Linked DNA regions of Mus musculus: region 1 is linked to region 2. A link is a contact called in public promoter capture Hi-C data. All regions are on one chromosome and are shown on one strand. Each heading gives the region's core, a stretch centred on a gene start, on an enhancer-like site or on the middle of the called end of the contact. The rest is flanking DNA. Distances are from core to core; before and after follow the strand shown.

The links. Capture Hi-C pulls out chosen DNA fragments and counts their contacts.
Region 1: a contact with region 2 is called in a promoter capture Hi-C map of adipose tissue, with 2.9 times the contacts expected there. The contact joins the promoter of H2ac6 here to the promoter of Btn1a1 in region 2. A contact is called at or near these places in 3 of 39 promoter capture datasets (hippocampal neurons, liver and pre-B cells), 1 of 115 datasets of contacts at active chromatin or transcription factors (memory CD8 T cells) and 2 of 9 other capture datasets (adipose tissue and liver).

Annotation. Positions count from the first base shown.
Region 1 is chr13:23,681,318-23,688,053 of GRCm38.p6, reverse strand. H2ac6 (H2A clustered histone 6) reads left to right here and starts at 4,095. Exons shown (of 1, transcript NM_178189.5): 1 at 4,095-4,581. The coding sequence starts at 4,137. The coding sequence ends at 4,529. It overlaps H2bc4 (H2B clustered histone 4), which reads right to left and starts at 3,855. Exons shown (of 2, transcript NM_023422.3): 1 at 3,433-3,855. The coding sequence starts at 3,822. The coding sequence ends at 3,442.
Region 2 is chr13:23,463,537-23,471,088 of GRCm38.p6, reverse strand. It overlaps Btn1a1 (butyrophilin, subfamily 1, member A1), which reads left to right and starts at 5,188. Exons shown (of 8, transcript NM_013483.3): 1 at 5,188-5,307; 2 at 5,866-5,987; 3 at 6,507-6,857. The coding sequence starts at 5,909. Gm52036 (a long non-coding RNA gene) reads right to left here and starts at 6,665. Exons shown (of 2, transcript XR_003950563.1): 1 at 6,493-6,665; 2 at 5,601-6,387. It overlaps n-TYgta8 (a tRNA gene), which reads right to left and starts at 4,013; the gene lies at 3,924-4,013. n-TEttc5 (a tRNA gene) reads right to left here; the gene lies at 7,483-7,552.

The DNA of each region.
Region 1 (6,736 bases), core at 2,846-5,345, 220 kb before region 2:
CTTCATATAGCTCAGTGAGTTATCTCCTCAGTACTCTTTTCAAAACAATTTTTAAAGAATCAATTACGCCGGTCGGTTGTGGCGCACACCTTTAATCCCAGCACTTGGGAGGCAGACACAGGCGGATTTCTGAGTTTGAGGATAACCTGGTCTACAAAGTGAGTTCCAGGACAGCCCAGGCTACACAGAGAAACCCTGTCTCAAAACAAACAAACAAACAAACAGAAAAGAATTGATTACAAGTAGACAGTCCCTGGGAACTCAAACAGTGATTATTTTAGAATCCTAACCTTTCTTTGTAGTGTAAAGGAAAATTGGTTGTTACCAAGAGATAAATGAGAAAAACCTCACAATGGGTTTTTGGTGTAAAACTCATCCTGTAAAAATTTATTGTCATGAACTTTAAGATTGGTAACCAACTGATCACTACATTAAGATATGAGGACAAATCCCAGCTACATAAAAAGAAAACAGAGACAGTCTGGTACACACCCCTGAGTATTATGTGCTAAAGTGAATTACTATATTACTTAACAATGCCAACTCCCTTAAAACATAGACTAAGCATAATCATTATCCTGTATAATTGTGTTTTCTTCTGTCGCTAGGGAACTTGATAGCAATTAAAGCCACACCTTTAAACACAGCAAGCAATTGTGTTCCGGTATATATACATTAACAAGCACCAGTCCCAAACCTGCCTGGTTCTCTAAGGCCATGGCATTTCTCCAGTAACTTTCAATCCTACAAATCTAAGTGGGAAAGGAAAGGATGATCTCACCATGTTAAATGGAAAGATCCGTGTTTTCTATTTTGCTAAGCGCTATTTGTTATAACCTGTGTAACAATAGGGTATTTGCACAGAGCAAACATTCCAATGTCTTATGTTTTGTAACCTCTAAGTTAGAAATTGCATAGTATCTAATGAGAAGACACTAATTCACTCCACTTACGATTCATCTAAGTTCTTAAAGTAATTATTTGCCAGTGAATTCAGTTTTTAACCTGACATGTTGAGTCCTTACCACTTGTTATTTAAGTTTTAATTCCATTTTTAAAATTACTTTGTGATTTGACTTAGTTCAATGTATGTTATTTATATTAAAAAGTGATTTTATTCAAGTAAATAAATTTAGTGGAAAAAGTTTGTAAACTTAATGTAGTTTTTTTATACAACAAATCGTAGCTTCTGTAAACTACATTATTATGCTAACACTTTTATATTATAATAAAAGATCCATCTTAACACAATTAAGCCAAAAGTCAAATTATTAAGTAAACAAAAAATGTACAAATGCAATTATGACTAGAACTAGGTAAACTTGAATCCAACCTTAAAAGAGGCCACACCTTAATGTAATGCCTAAGAATGTGAAATAATTTATAGTAATTGATGGTTTTCAATTAATTAAAGTTGATACATTTTTTTAGACCCTTTATAAAAACCAATTTACACTTAAATCACATAACTTATTCATTTCCTGCTGGGATAGACAATGTCCTCAAATTTATATTCATAAAATAGGAAATATTCACAGCAATTATGCAAGTGAGAGGAGCTAACTGGGACAACAGAAAAGACTGAAGGTCAATGAACAAAGACATAGGTATCTATTGAAGTATTATGACTAATGAGACAAAAGTATTGATTTTAAGTCAGACGTCGTGTCAGGAGAGCACTATTCAGAACAGGACTGATCCTCTTGTTCTTCAAATTTGGTAGACATTCTACTGTTATGCCATATCCCTTATAATAAACTAACTCATTAAGATTTAAGTAATACTGTTAATACTGTTTTATACATAGCAGAAGCAAACATTCTGCCTCAGCAGGCAAGTTTATGCTTTTTCTCACTCCTCTCTGGAACCTTGCAATAAAAAGAACATAGCCAATAACACTGCATGTGACAATCTGGCATGGAATTACCAAATCGTGACTTTTAGAATGTCGAGACAAGATACTGCTGTTTCACTGATTTCTTCTTGCTCTTTCTCTCGCTCGCTCTTTCTCTCTCTCTCTTCTCTCTCTCTCTCTTTCTCTCTCTCTCTCTCTCTCTCTCTCTCTCACACACACACACACACACACACACACACACACACACACACAGAGCAGAAGGGGGGGACCAAGAGACAGAGACATAGAATTTGGAAGGAGATTAAAAAAGGACAGGCCAAACAAAGAAACAACATGAATCTCACCAAAGGCAGAAGTGAAAAAATCACCAATGATTTGCTGGTCAAATGAAAAGTATCAATCTACTTCAACCCTGGAGCCTTTTATACACTTCTGAGCCTGATTTGTGGATTTTGGCAACAATTCAACCAAATGCGAACCAGAAAAAGGAGAGTTGTGCAAGAACAAAGCTGCAGCACTAAGGAGACATAAGGCGGCAGAAGGCTGAAAAGGTTCCCCACACTGCTAGCTCATAATGTAATCCTAAACCATATCTAGGCACAGCTTCTAGAAATAAATGATGTAGATGATAGCATGCTGTTAACTTCTGTGGGGAAGAGAGCAAGTGTACTGTTTCTTCGAACAGGCAAGACAAAGGCTTAGATAAGTGGGGCCGGAAGAAGCGAGCCAGTATTTATGGCCAAGTTTGTTCAGGGGGCAACTAGGGTGATGGAAATATTCGCCTTTCATTTGGACAAGCAGAGGACTAAACTCCGCTAATGACTCTGAAGTCCTTATATTTTGAATTGTTAAGTCAACAGACACAGCAACGGCGTTCGTTTTGGGATTTCTTGCATTAAGTCCTTCCAGTTCAGCCTCTCCCCACTGCTTGCTTCGGATCTTCTCATTTCTCTAAACTTTCACGTCACTTGGACTATGAAAATTTAGTATGGCCAAAGTACGGTAAAGTGATACATTTGCATTTGCATTTGAACAATTCAGTTCCGTCTTTTACCAGAACTTCAATGCCGTAAGTTTGACAATTCCAGGTCATATTTTAGAATACTCTACCAAGATACTGGTCTAAGATTTCATGCTAGATAGCTCGGTAATCTGATATTAAATCTACAAATGAAAAGCCTGTCCTTTGTTACAGACCCCTCATGTTTAACATCAGTCTTGGAGCCACTTCTTTCCAAAGTAAAACCTACAACTTATAAAAGACAAACTTCCTAATGGCAACAATTATCCTCTTCAAAGTCTGTCACTCCTGTCCTACAACTTTGTTCTGATGGACTCAAGTCCGCCTCACCGGAAGTGACGTTTGCAAGGCTTTTTTTTTTTCTCCCAACAAAATGGTTGTAGCTAAATGTAACCAAGACTGAAATTAAGCTAAAAGTATCCCACTGCCTTTAAGATTTATAAGCACCTGTCATCTGCTTCTGGGTAAAACTGAACGCACTGTTCTACCACAGCTCTCTCTTTGAGAAAGTGGGTGGCTCTGAAAAGAGCCTTTGGAATTCGCTACGGAGGCTTACTTGGCAGGATCACTTGGAGCTGGTGTACTTGGTGACGGCCTTGGTGCCCTCCGACACCGCGTGCTTGGCCAGCTCCCCGGGCAGCAGCAGGCGCACGGCCGTCTGGATCTCCCGGGACGTGATGGTCGAGCGCTTGTTGTAATGCGCCAGGCGGGACGCCTCGCCCGCGATGCGCTCGAAGATGTCGTTCACGAACGAGTTCATGATGCCCATGGCCTTGGAGGAGATGCCGGTGTCGGGGTGCACTTGCTTCAGCACCTTGTACACGTACACCGAGTAGCTCTCCTTGCGGCTGCGCTTGCGCTTCTTGCCGTCCTTCTTCTGGGCCTTGGTCACGGCCTTCTTGGAGCCCTTCTTCGGGGCGGGAGCGGACTTCGCAGGCTCAGGCATCTTCGGATTTCCAAACACAGGAACCTCAGTGTGGGCTGGGAACGGACTTCTCCTACTTATAGGGCGTTTATGCTAATGAAGGATTTCGAACCAGTCTCAGCTAATTGGAAGAAGAAAAAGTAGTGGGTTCATGGGTGGGATTATGCAAATGAAGTTTCCAGAAGCAGATTTTCTATTGGCTATATCAATGAGCTCACTTGTAACCAATCAAGTAGTAGCGTTTACTACCCAGGAACCTACTATAAAAGCTGCCGCGTCTGTACAGTCTTGGTAACTTGTTTTTACTGTTCTGTTACTTACACAGCACTATTACTATGTCTGGACGTGGTAAGCAGGGCGGCAAGGCTCGCGCCAAGGCCAAGACCCGCTCCTCCCGGGCCGGCCTGCAGTTCCCCGTGGGCCGCGTGCACCGGCTGCTCCGCAAGGGTAACTACTCGGAGCGCGTGGGCGCCGGCGCCCCGGTCTACCTGGCGGCCGTGCTGGAGTACCTGACGGCCGAGATCCTGGAGCTGGCGGGCAACGCGGCCCGCGACAACAAGAAGACGCGCATCATCCCGCGCCACCTGCAGCTGGCCATCCGCAACGACGAGGAGCTCAACAAGCTGCTGGGCCGCGTGACCATCGCGCAGGGCGGCGTCCTGCCCAACATCCAGGCCGTGCTGCTGCCCAAGAAGACCGAGAGCCACCACAAGGCCAAGGGGAAATAAGCAACAGAATCTGCGGAAACTTCAAACCCAAAGGCTCTTTTCAGAGCCCCCACTTTTTCAAAAGAAGAGTTGAACAGGATACTCTATTGATAATTTCTACCCTAATCTGGTGGGCTCTAGATAGTAACGACTGGTCTTGATTGTTAACAGTTTTAATTACTTGGGAGTATTTTTGTAGAGTAAACTTTATTAAGATTGGTAGTACCCCCTAGAATTTGATAGATTGGGCAGCTTAAAGTCAAAGGTCTCAGAACTTCTGGTCTAAGCCGAATACTAATGTTTGTCAATGTAAGCCAGCTGAAGGTTGTATGTTTTTAGTACTATAAGCCTACCACCTACTCCGTTATGTCCGACCATGAGTCTGTGTTTGTCCTCATCTGCTGCAGGAGTTTCTCTGATGATGGCAGCTCATTCTAACTCACATGCAGGTAGTCATGGAGTTCTTATGAATTACCAACGTTATCCATTTTTACAAAAATTTTACATTTTAAAGCAAGCTCCTTGGTTGTTCCCAGATTTCGAATCTGTTCTTGGCTGGCTTGGCTGGCCGGCTGGCTGGCTGGCTTGCTTTTAGAGACAGGGTTTCTCTGTATAGCCCTGGCTGTCCTTGAACTTAGATATTTGCCTGCCTCTGTTTATGGAGGGCTGAGAATAAAGGCAATGCACAACCATGCCCATTGGTGTGTGTGTGTGTGTGTTAACCAGAAATTAGTGCTTGCAGTCTTACTGATACTGGAGAACCCAGGCAGCTTCTTCCTCCTTCCCCAGCAGTTATTCTAAAAGAAAAATGATCGGATGCCCAGAAACTGTGAAGATAAAGGGCTGAGGAAAAAATCACATTGACTCCCCCTAGGAGAAAAAAAAAAAAAAAGTTCTATGATCATACCACCTAAATGTGACTGATTGTAGAAGATAAGCAGTGTCAGGCCTAGTTGACACTCCGATGGGAGGCCACGTAGGAATATTGGGTGCTGTGGGCTTAGAAAAAATAAAATGAAAATGAAAAAGGAGTTTTCTGAGTTGTTTGGGTTTGGGAGAAACGGATCTCATGAGACCCAAGCTGCCTGGGTACTTACTACATAACTAAGACTGGCCTTGGACTCCTGAGGTTTCTGCCACCATTTCTCAAATGTTAGGAGTACAGGCATGAGTCAACATGCCTTGCTGAAGAAGAATGGCATTGTTTGTTTATGCTGGGTCCATTATACCTCAGGCTGCCCTCAAACATGCTGGGCAGCTGAGAATGACTGTGGACTACTGAAATCTCTTGCCTCCGCCCTCTAAGTGCTGGAACTATAGTTGTGACTACATGCAAGCTGGGCTTACGAAGTCTGATATCACTGTGCATAGCTACTACTGTTTGGTCAGGAGTCCAGCTCGGGATTCCTTCAAGTTTGAGAACCTGGATCCTTGGATCTCACTTACTTCATATCAGCTTTGGAATCATTTTCATTTCCTTGTCAATTTTCTTTTGAGCGGAAATTTCCCAGGTGTGAGACCTTCAGGAATGCCTTTAAGCTCCCCTATCCCAACATCTTTCTGTGTCTGTGTTCACTTTGCTATGAAAAGACCCTGACTCTGTAGTGTGTACCCTGAAATTAGAAGAGCACAGGCTGATCAAGACAGATGGCTGCTGGGTAGGCACCACTGCATGCTGGGTAGATATGTGTTCCTCACTAATCCTTGTAAGCAACAGTCAAAAACAAGTGCTATTGCTATTGTAGATGTTTTGATGAAAAACAGAATAAAGAAATTAACTAAGTCCCTGGGATTAGAAAACATACACTTCAAACACTGATATTTTATAACCATCCTCACCTAAGAGAGTATGAGAAGAAAAATTGAAATAGTGCAAAATTATTACATAATGGGTACCCTTTGTTATATAGAGGATTACATAAGAAAAAGTTACTTAATTACATTCTAAACTCTGTAAAGAACTTAAAGGGGAAAAAAAGTTTCACAGACTCTGTATAAAGGGGGCCAGGTGTTAAAACTTGACAGTATGTGAACAGCTGAAGTCTCAGCCGAGGCCAGCATGGCTTTTATTCAGGATCCAAAAAAAAAAAAAAAAGAAAAGAAAAGAAACAAAGAGACTTAACATGGTGGTAGGATAGTTTTCAGGATCTACAGGACCTGTTTTCCCGTGGTGAGATAGAGAGAGATAGAGAAAGACTTGAGGTGTTCTAGTAGCTCCAGGTCCCTAA
Region 2 (7,552 bases), core at 3,939-6,438:
GGAACTCACTCTGTAGACCAGGCTGGCCTTGAACTCAGAAATCTGCCTGCCTCTGCCTCCTGAGTGCTGGGATTAAAGGCGTGCGCCTTTGTTAATTCTTCCCGGTTCCCTTCTTCACTTCCTCACTGTGCTTCCTGAGGTCATTCCCCAGTAAATTACTGCCATCCACATCATTGTGTTAAGGTCTGGTTTTGGTGAAGACAAATGGAGACATCACCGAGTGACAGAGGTGGTAAGAGGAAAATGGGTGAGAGCAGGCCAGTTTTAAAATGAGGCAGGACCTGTGTACCCCAGACTGACTGAAAGCCCTAAATACCCATGAACTGCTGCTTCCATGACCCTGGTGCTGGGTCACGAGTGTACACCACCATACTCAGCCTAATAACAGACATATAGGCTGCTGCTGAGATGTCAGAATCCAACATTATTCACACCAGCCCACAGCCTGTCATCCAGACGGAAAGGCAGCCCCGCTTTGGCCAGGTGTACAGTAAAGCCACAGGACGATGAAAGAACCAGAATGAGCAATAATCAGAGGTAACACAGAGGCTGCAGGGGCAGAGCTCAGGGAAGGCCTCGAGTTTAATCCTTTCCCTGAATTCTCTGTCTACCTTGCTGAAGCGAACCTCAGTTTATTGGCTCCTGTTACATCTGCTGGCAACCCTTTCATCTTCTTCTCCAGACCATCTCCTGTGGCTTCCTTTCCATGCCCTCTTCAAATACACAAATTCCATCATACTACCTACCTATGAATGGGTTGGTAAATAAGGGCATAATTTCAGAATTGTACTGTCAGAACATCATAGGTGCATGTTAACTGTGTGTGATCCCCTTGAAAAGCAGCTGACCATGAAGTCCAACAGCAAACCAGCTAAGAGCATGGGACTGGAACTGGCATGACCCTTACCCACTGCGGCACTTCCTCTTGGCTCATTTGGCCAGAATTGTTGCAAAGCTGACAGCTGCCTCATCACCTGAGGATTCTGATCAAGAATAAGACACACACACACACACACACACACACACACACACACACACAGAGAGACAGAGACAGAGACAGAGACAGAGAGAGACAGAGAGTAAAATGCATCCAAAATATAAATGGTTATATAGAGAAATAAAAGCATAAATGAGTTATTGTGTTCAGAAACGTGTAGACAAGTAACAGATAAAGCAGTTTTACATAGACTACCACAGTGGCTCATGACATTAATTTCAGTATTCAAGAGACTGAGGCAGGAGGATCACCATGGCTTCAAGACCATTCTAGACTATATAGTAAGTTTCAGGCAAGCCTGGGGTACCTTGCCTCAAAATAAATAAACAAATAAAATTAAAAAAAAAAAAAGTAATGAGCAGCCATCTTGGCTTCACCTACCTATAATCCCAGCCTTGGGAGGTGGAGGCAGGAGGATAATTGCAGTGATATCTTCAGCTGTATAGTGTTCTTGGTGCCACCCTGGGCAATAAGATACAGTTCTCCACCCTCCTACAAAAGTACAGTTATACTTGTTTGCTTTTGAAAGAAGCTATGGAAGTTACCACCCTCAGGTGACTTTTGAGAGAGGGAGGGGAATTAACCATGCAGACAAGACGGGGCAGAATGTTCTGGGAGAGACGATGAGCACCATTATCTGGAGGAGGTGCTTTGAGTAACCACACCAATTCCGAGTTTGGCCTGCTAGTGGGACAGTGCAGGAAGAGGAAAGAGAAAGGCTTTTCCTTTTCTTCAATCTGTTACCATGGAAACATCTTTGTCATCTACAAAGAACACATTGGAGGAAGGAAAAGAAAAAAAAAAAAACAAACACAACATGATCTGTGAATGAGTCTGTGTTGAGTCTCATTCAGAGTCACCCTGGAGAGATGTGTTACATGCGGCTGTGGGTCACAGGTTGAACATGCCCAGGACTACCACAGTGCTTGTCCCTCCCTCCCTTCCAGCTGTCTTTCTCCTGTTTTTATTTTGAGACACAGTGTCCCTGTGTAGCCTAGCTGGTCTGTGTCTTGTTTTGTAGGCCAGGAACCCTCCCCCCACCCCCAACACACACACACACAAACTCAGAGCAATGCTCCTGCATCAGCCTCCTGTCTGTTACAAATAGTCATCTTAATTACATGTCTTCCTAGAGCCTAAGGGTTCTGACGTCAGTGTGGTTCCAAGTCCCAAGTGATGACAAAAGCCCATCTTAATTATTCAGTAATCAGTAATATATTTAAAGATTTATTATTAGTAGTGTTAGTATTAGTAGCAGTATTTGGTTTTTCGAGATAGGGTTTCTCTGTGTATCCCTGGCTGTCCTGGAACTCACTCTGTAGACCAGGCTGGCCTTGAACTCAGAAATCCGCCTGCCTCTGCCTCCCAAGTGCTGGGATTAAAGGGGTGCACCACCACGGCCTTATTTTTCTTATTTTTCATTTGTGTGTCTGTGTGTGTGCTCAATTGTGGGTTTGTGCACACAAGGGCAAATGCTCCAGCAGTCCAAAGAGTGTCGGACCCCTGGGAGCTGGCATCCCAGGTGGCCATGAACCACTTGACATAGGTTCTCTACAAGAGCAGTCCATGTTCTTAACTGCTGAAACATCTCTTCAACCCAACTGTTAATATTTTTGTTCTTCACTCAAATAAGCTAGGATGGAACATTTAAATGTATTGTATACGTCATTTTAAAATACAAATTGCCCACAACTGATGAGGCAAGAGTTCGGAGTAAAGTTCTGAAACTGCTATCTTGATAATATGCATTTCCTGTAGGTATGAAGGAGATGAGTGTGGCATTTCTGGATAGCATTCAGATACACAGGGATTGTTACATTCTCAGTCCTCATGCCAGTCCTCAGCATGCAGAAAATATTAAGCAAAGAAGTAATAAAATCAGATTTGTGCTTGGGAACAGCACACAACCTAGCAGCCAATCAGGCCAACGAGAGTAGCTAGCTTTGTTCTTAATCATAGTAATTTTTAAAAATTAAATAAAATTGAGAAGAAATGTTGTCAAAAATATAAAGCACTTACTTTAAAATTTGTTTTTAATTTATTTTTCATTTATGTGGATGCATGTTAGTCTGTCATGTGTGTGTGGATACCTGGGAGGCCCCTGGAATTTTAATTACGGACCATGTGGGAGCTGGGAGCTGAGCCCGGGCCCTCTGCAAAAGCAGCCAGCGCTCTTAACTTCTAAGCCATCTCCTCAGACTTCAAATATAATACAATTATTAACTTTAATTTTTAAAAAGTCCACACAGAAAGAAGACCAGACCTCAAAATAGACAGCGACTGGTCTGGAGGACTCCAGTCTAGATTTTACCGAGTGGTCAGCTAATCCAAGAGAAATGCCCAGCCTTGTTACACCACAAAGGTGATAATGATGATACTAAATTTCACTAATTTTCATATAAGCATGTAAGATAATACCTCTTGTTGCTTGCAGGCCTGAAGGACACTCTTTAGGATGCTATGATCTTTTTAATATTGTAGGGAAGGTCACTGATAACATATATATTTATGCCCTTTGAGTCAATGGCTTTATTCATGGAACTGGATCAAACAGCATATCGGGTAGTTATCATAGTTAGAAACAAAGAGCTACAAATAAAAATGCATATCTTTTTTCTATTTTCTTCTTCTTCCTCCCTCCTCCTCTTCCTCCTTTTCTTTCTTGTTTCTTCCTTTTTTTTTTTTTTTCCCAGGCAGGCTCTCACTGCATTGCTCTAGTTGTCCAGGAACTTGATCTGTAGATCAGGCTGGCCTCAAACTCTTCCTACCTCTGCCTCCCGAATGCTAGGAATAGAAGCATGTGTTAGCATGTCTGTTTTACTGTGCGTTTAAAAAAAAAAAGTTTATCTTGCCCTTACTGTTTGCTACAGGCTAGTAAAACAAACAGACATGGTAGATCGATCTATCTGAGTTACAAAAACAGACCTCCTTCGAGCCGGATTCGAACCAGCGACCTAAGGATTTCCAGGTCGAATACTCCTACAGTCCTCCGCTCTACCAACTGAGCTATCGAAGGATACCATGTATAGTGCCTAGCAAAGTCACAAGTAGCTTAGAGGAGCCACTATGCCTGATTTTAAGCAGTGCTGGGATCTAACTCAGGGCTTCATGAATGCTAGATGGACCTTCTACCAAATGCCAAGTGCATTCTTTTTTTTTTTTTTTTTAATTAGGTAATTTCCTCATTTACATTTCCAATGCTATCCCAAAAGTCCTCCATACCCTCCCCCCGAAGTGCAGTCTTTATACTAGAAAAAGAACTAGAAATCTCATAATCTTCGCAAATATATGCGTATTAGCTATGCTATGAACTATGCAGGAAAACTTACTATGAACTTATCACTATGAACTGATATATATTGTTCTTAAATTTTATTTTATATTTATGTACAGCATAGAAACAATCATTGATAAAACTGTTTTTTTTCTTTATCTTTGCATTTTTTCAGTAATAAATGAAAATTCAAAACCAAATAAGAAATTGCTGATCTCATGACTGATGGCAGGGTGAAGCGCCAGGTCCTTGTGCAGTTATACCTTGAAGGTGGACATCCAGTGGACTCCTGCCACCCACACCCACATTCCTGAAGGTGTCTCATGGAAAAGATCAGGGAGGGAGAGCTGCAGCCATTGTGGACTCACTCTTTAGCTATTCACAGATGTAATGACAAAGTAATTTACTTTCTGGGCTCCTATTCTCTTGCCTGTTTTGTTTCCAATACTGTTTGTGTCTAATACTTTTCCAACTTGGCATAATTCAAACAAGGTATTAGTAACATTAGTCTTTTTCTTAAAAGTAACAAACACCCCACTCTCTTTTGTTTTGTTCTCCATATGTAGCTCTTGCAAGTCTGGATCTTGCTATGAAGCCCAGACTGGCCTTAAACTTACAATGACCCCCGCCTGCGCCCCCCCCTCCCCCCCCATGAACTTGGGTTAAAAGAACTGAAGCCACAGAGTTAAATTCACAGGCTGATGGCCTCATGACTCATTTCAGTTGCTCAAGTCTTCTTTCTTTTTGTCCCCATTCCCTATATTCGGTACAGCTCTTTAATGCATATATCGTTCTCTTAGGGGAGGAGGATGAACCCAAACTACCTGACCACTAATCTGTAGTCCACATGTTTAAAAGGCTGCTCCTCCCCCCACCCCGAATAAATACACTTGGCCACCTGTGGGCAGGCTTCTCTAACAGCACACAGCCTTCTTCCTTCTGAAGAGCTCTCTCTTTGGCCCCGGGGTGACAAGCAGCCCTTTTCACTTGATCACTGTGGCTCTGGCTCCCTTTTCCTCTGGGTCTGTCGAAATCGGTAGGTGCTTCACTCTCAGCTCAGCTCTCTTTGTCTCTTCTCTGTACTAGGCTTTCTGTTCCTCAAGCTCTTCAGCTCTGCCTCTCCCCTCTCTCTCAGACTTTGTCAAGACTGTATGTACCTCACGGTGTAACTCCCAGAGATCACCCTCCTGAGAGCTGCTGGGCTTACAGTTGAGAAACACACCTTGTCTTTCTCTCCTCCTTCGTTTCATTTCATGTTCTCCATTTCTACCTCCGTGGCTTTATCTTCATTATCACTTCTAAACACGAATAACAAAGTATCCCACTCGATTCGATTTTACTTTATTGTTTTATTGTTATTGTAAATGAGGAGATTTCTTCATTATCTACAACTGTGCCTCGCGGCTCCATTCTGGAGGCAGTCGAGGGCTGGAGGACCAGACGTACAGAGGAAGGGTATGGGGCAGGCGCTGTTGTAAAATGGACTGAAAATGACCCTGTAGGGGAAATACAGAGCCCTCCAGGTTGGAAGAAACTGGTGGAGAACAGGGCGCTTGCGGAACCCATAGTTACCTCCTGACTGTTTCTCTCCCAGCCTGAAGCTCTTGGCGGGCTTCATTGCCCCAGTTAGCTCAGAGATGGCAGTTCCCACCAACTCCTGCCTCCTGGTCTGTCTGCTCACCCTCACTGTCCTACAGCTGCCCACGCTGGATTCGGGTAAGTTTCTGTTCTAGCCTTCTCTTTCTCGCAAAGTTGGAAGGTCCCTATAAATAAATACCTCTGACCCGGTTTGGCTCCTGGTGGGGGGACCTTCACCACAATCCAGTGAGTTCAAAGGAAACCCACTGCGGGAGGTAATACACACCTGCAATTGCAGCACCAGGTGGGCCCAGGCAGATTTTTCTGAGGTCAAAACCTGCCTGGTCTACATAGAGATAGCCAGAGCATCCAGGGTTACGTAGGGAGCGCCTAGTTGTTTTTCCTTTAAATCAAAGGAATTGGAACGCTAAGTGTGGTGGTGGTGCACCCCTGTAATGATCGCACTTGAGAATTGAGGGCAAGGAGCTCAAGGCTACATAGTGAGCTGGAGGCCACCTTGGGATTTATGAGATCCAGTCTGAAAAATAAACAGAAGAAAAGAAATAGCAGCCACCCCGAGTTCCTTTCTTTACAAGGAGACTGGCCGGTAGGTCCTCCATCCCAACCCATCGTCCTATCTGACCTTGTTTATTACAGCAGCTCCCTTCGATGTGACCGCACCTCAGGAGCCAGTGTTGGCCCTAGTGGGCTCAGATGCCGAGCTGACCTGTGGCTTTTCCCCAAACGCGAGCTCAGAATACATGGAGCTGCTGTGGTTTCGACAGACGAGGTCGACAGCGGTACTTCTATACCGGGATGGCCAGGAGCAGGAGGGCCAGCAGATGACGGAGTACCGCGGGAGGGCGACGCTGGCGACAGCCGGGCTTCTAGACGGCCGCGCTACTCTGCTGATCCGAGATGTCAGGGTCTCAGACCAGGGGGAGTACCGGTGCCTTTTCAAAGACAACGACGACTTCGAGGAGGCCGCCGTATACCTCAAAGTGGCTGGTGGGTACAGACGGGATGTGTCGCCTCGTCACTCCGCGCGGAGACTCTCACTTTGGGGAGAATCATCGTGTTCATTCTCCAAATCCAAACGTATTTTCACGTTTACGTAAGGTTGTGGTGAGCATCTTAGATGCTCTGAACAGCTTCGTGGTTTAATGCCTAAGGATTGACACCCTAACAGAGTGTGGTCCGTTGCTAAAGTTCTTTATCCACCTCCAAAATGGTTTTACTCATATTACTCATGTTGTCTTCTTCTCCCTGTCTGAGATCATAAGGAAAGAATACATTGAGCTCTAATTTCCCTCCCTGTTAGTGATCCAAATCAAGCAAATCTCCCACTCAGTTTTTCCTACTGTGAAACCAGAAAGCTAAATCCAGCAAGAATTTGCAACAAGGAACTAGATAAGTGAAAAATGCTTTGTTAATGATAAAACATCATGTGCTTATAAAGAAATTCCTACACCTTAGACTACTGTGTATAATACACATATTGCCTTTCTCATTTATTTAGGTATTTTCCTTGCTCCGTTAAGAAAGGAGCTGACATAGTGTCTCAAACTCTACAGCTTTAAGAACACTTTGAAGTCCTTTATCAAGTACTAGGATCATTCGTAAAACAATGAGTTTCCCACACCGGGAGTCGAACCCGGGCCGCCTGGGTGAAAACCAGGAATCCTAACCGCTAGACCATGTGG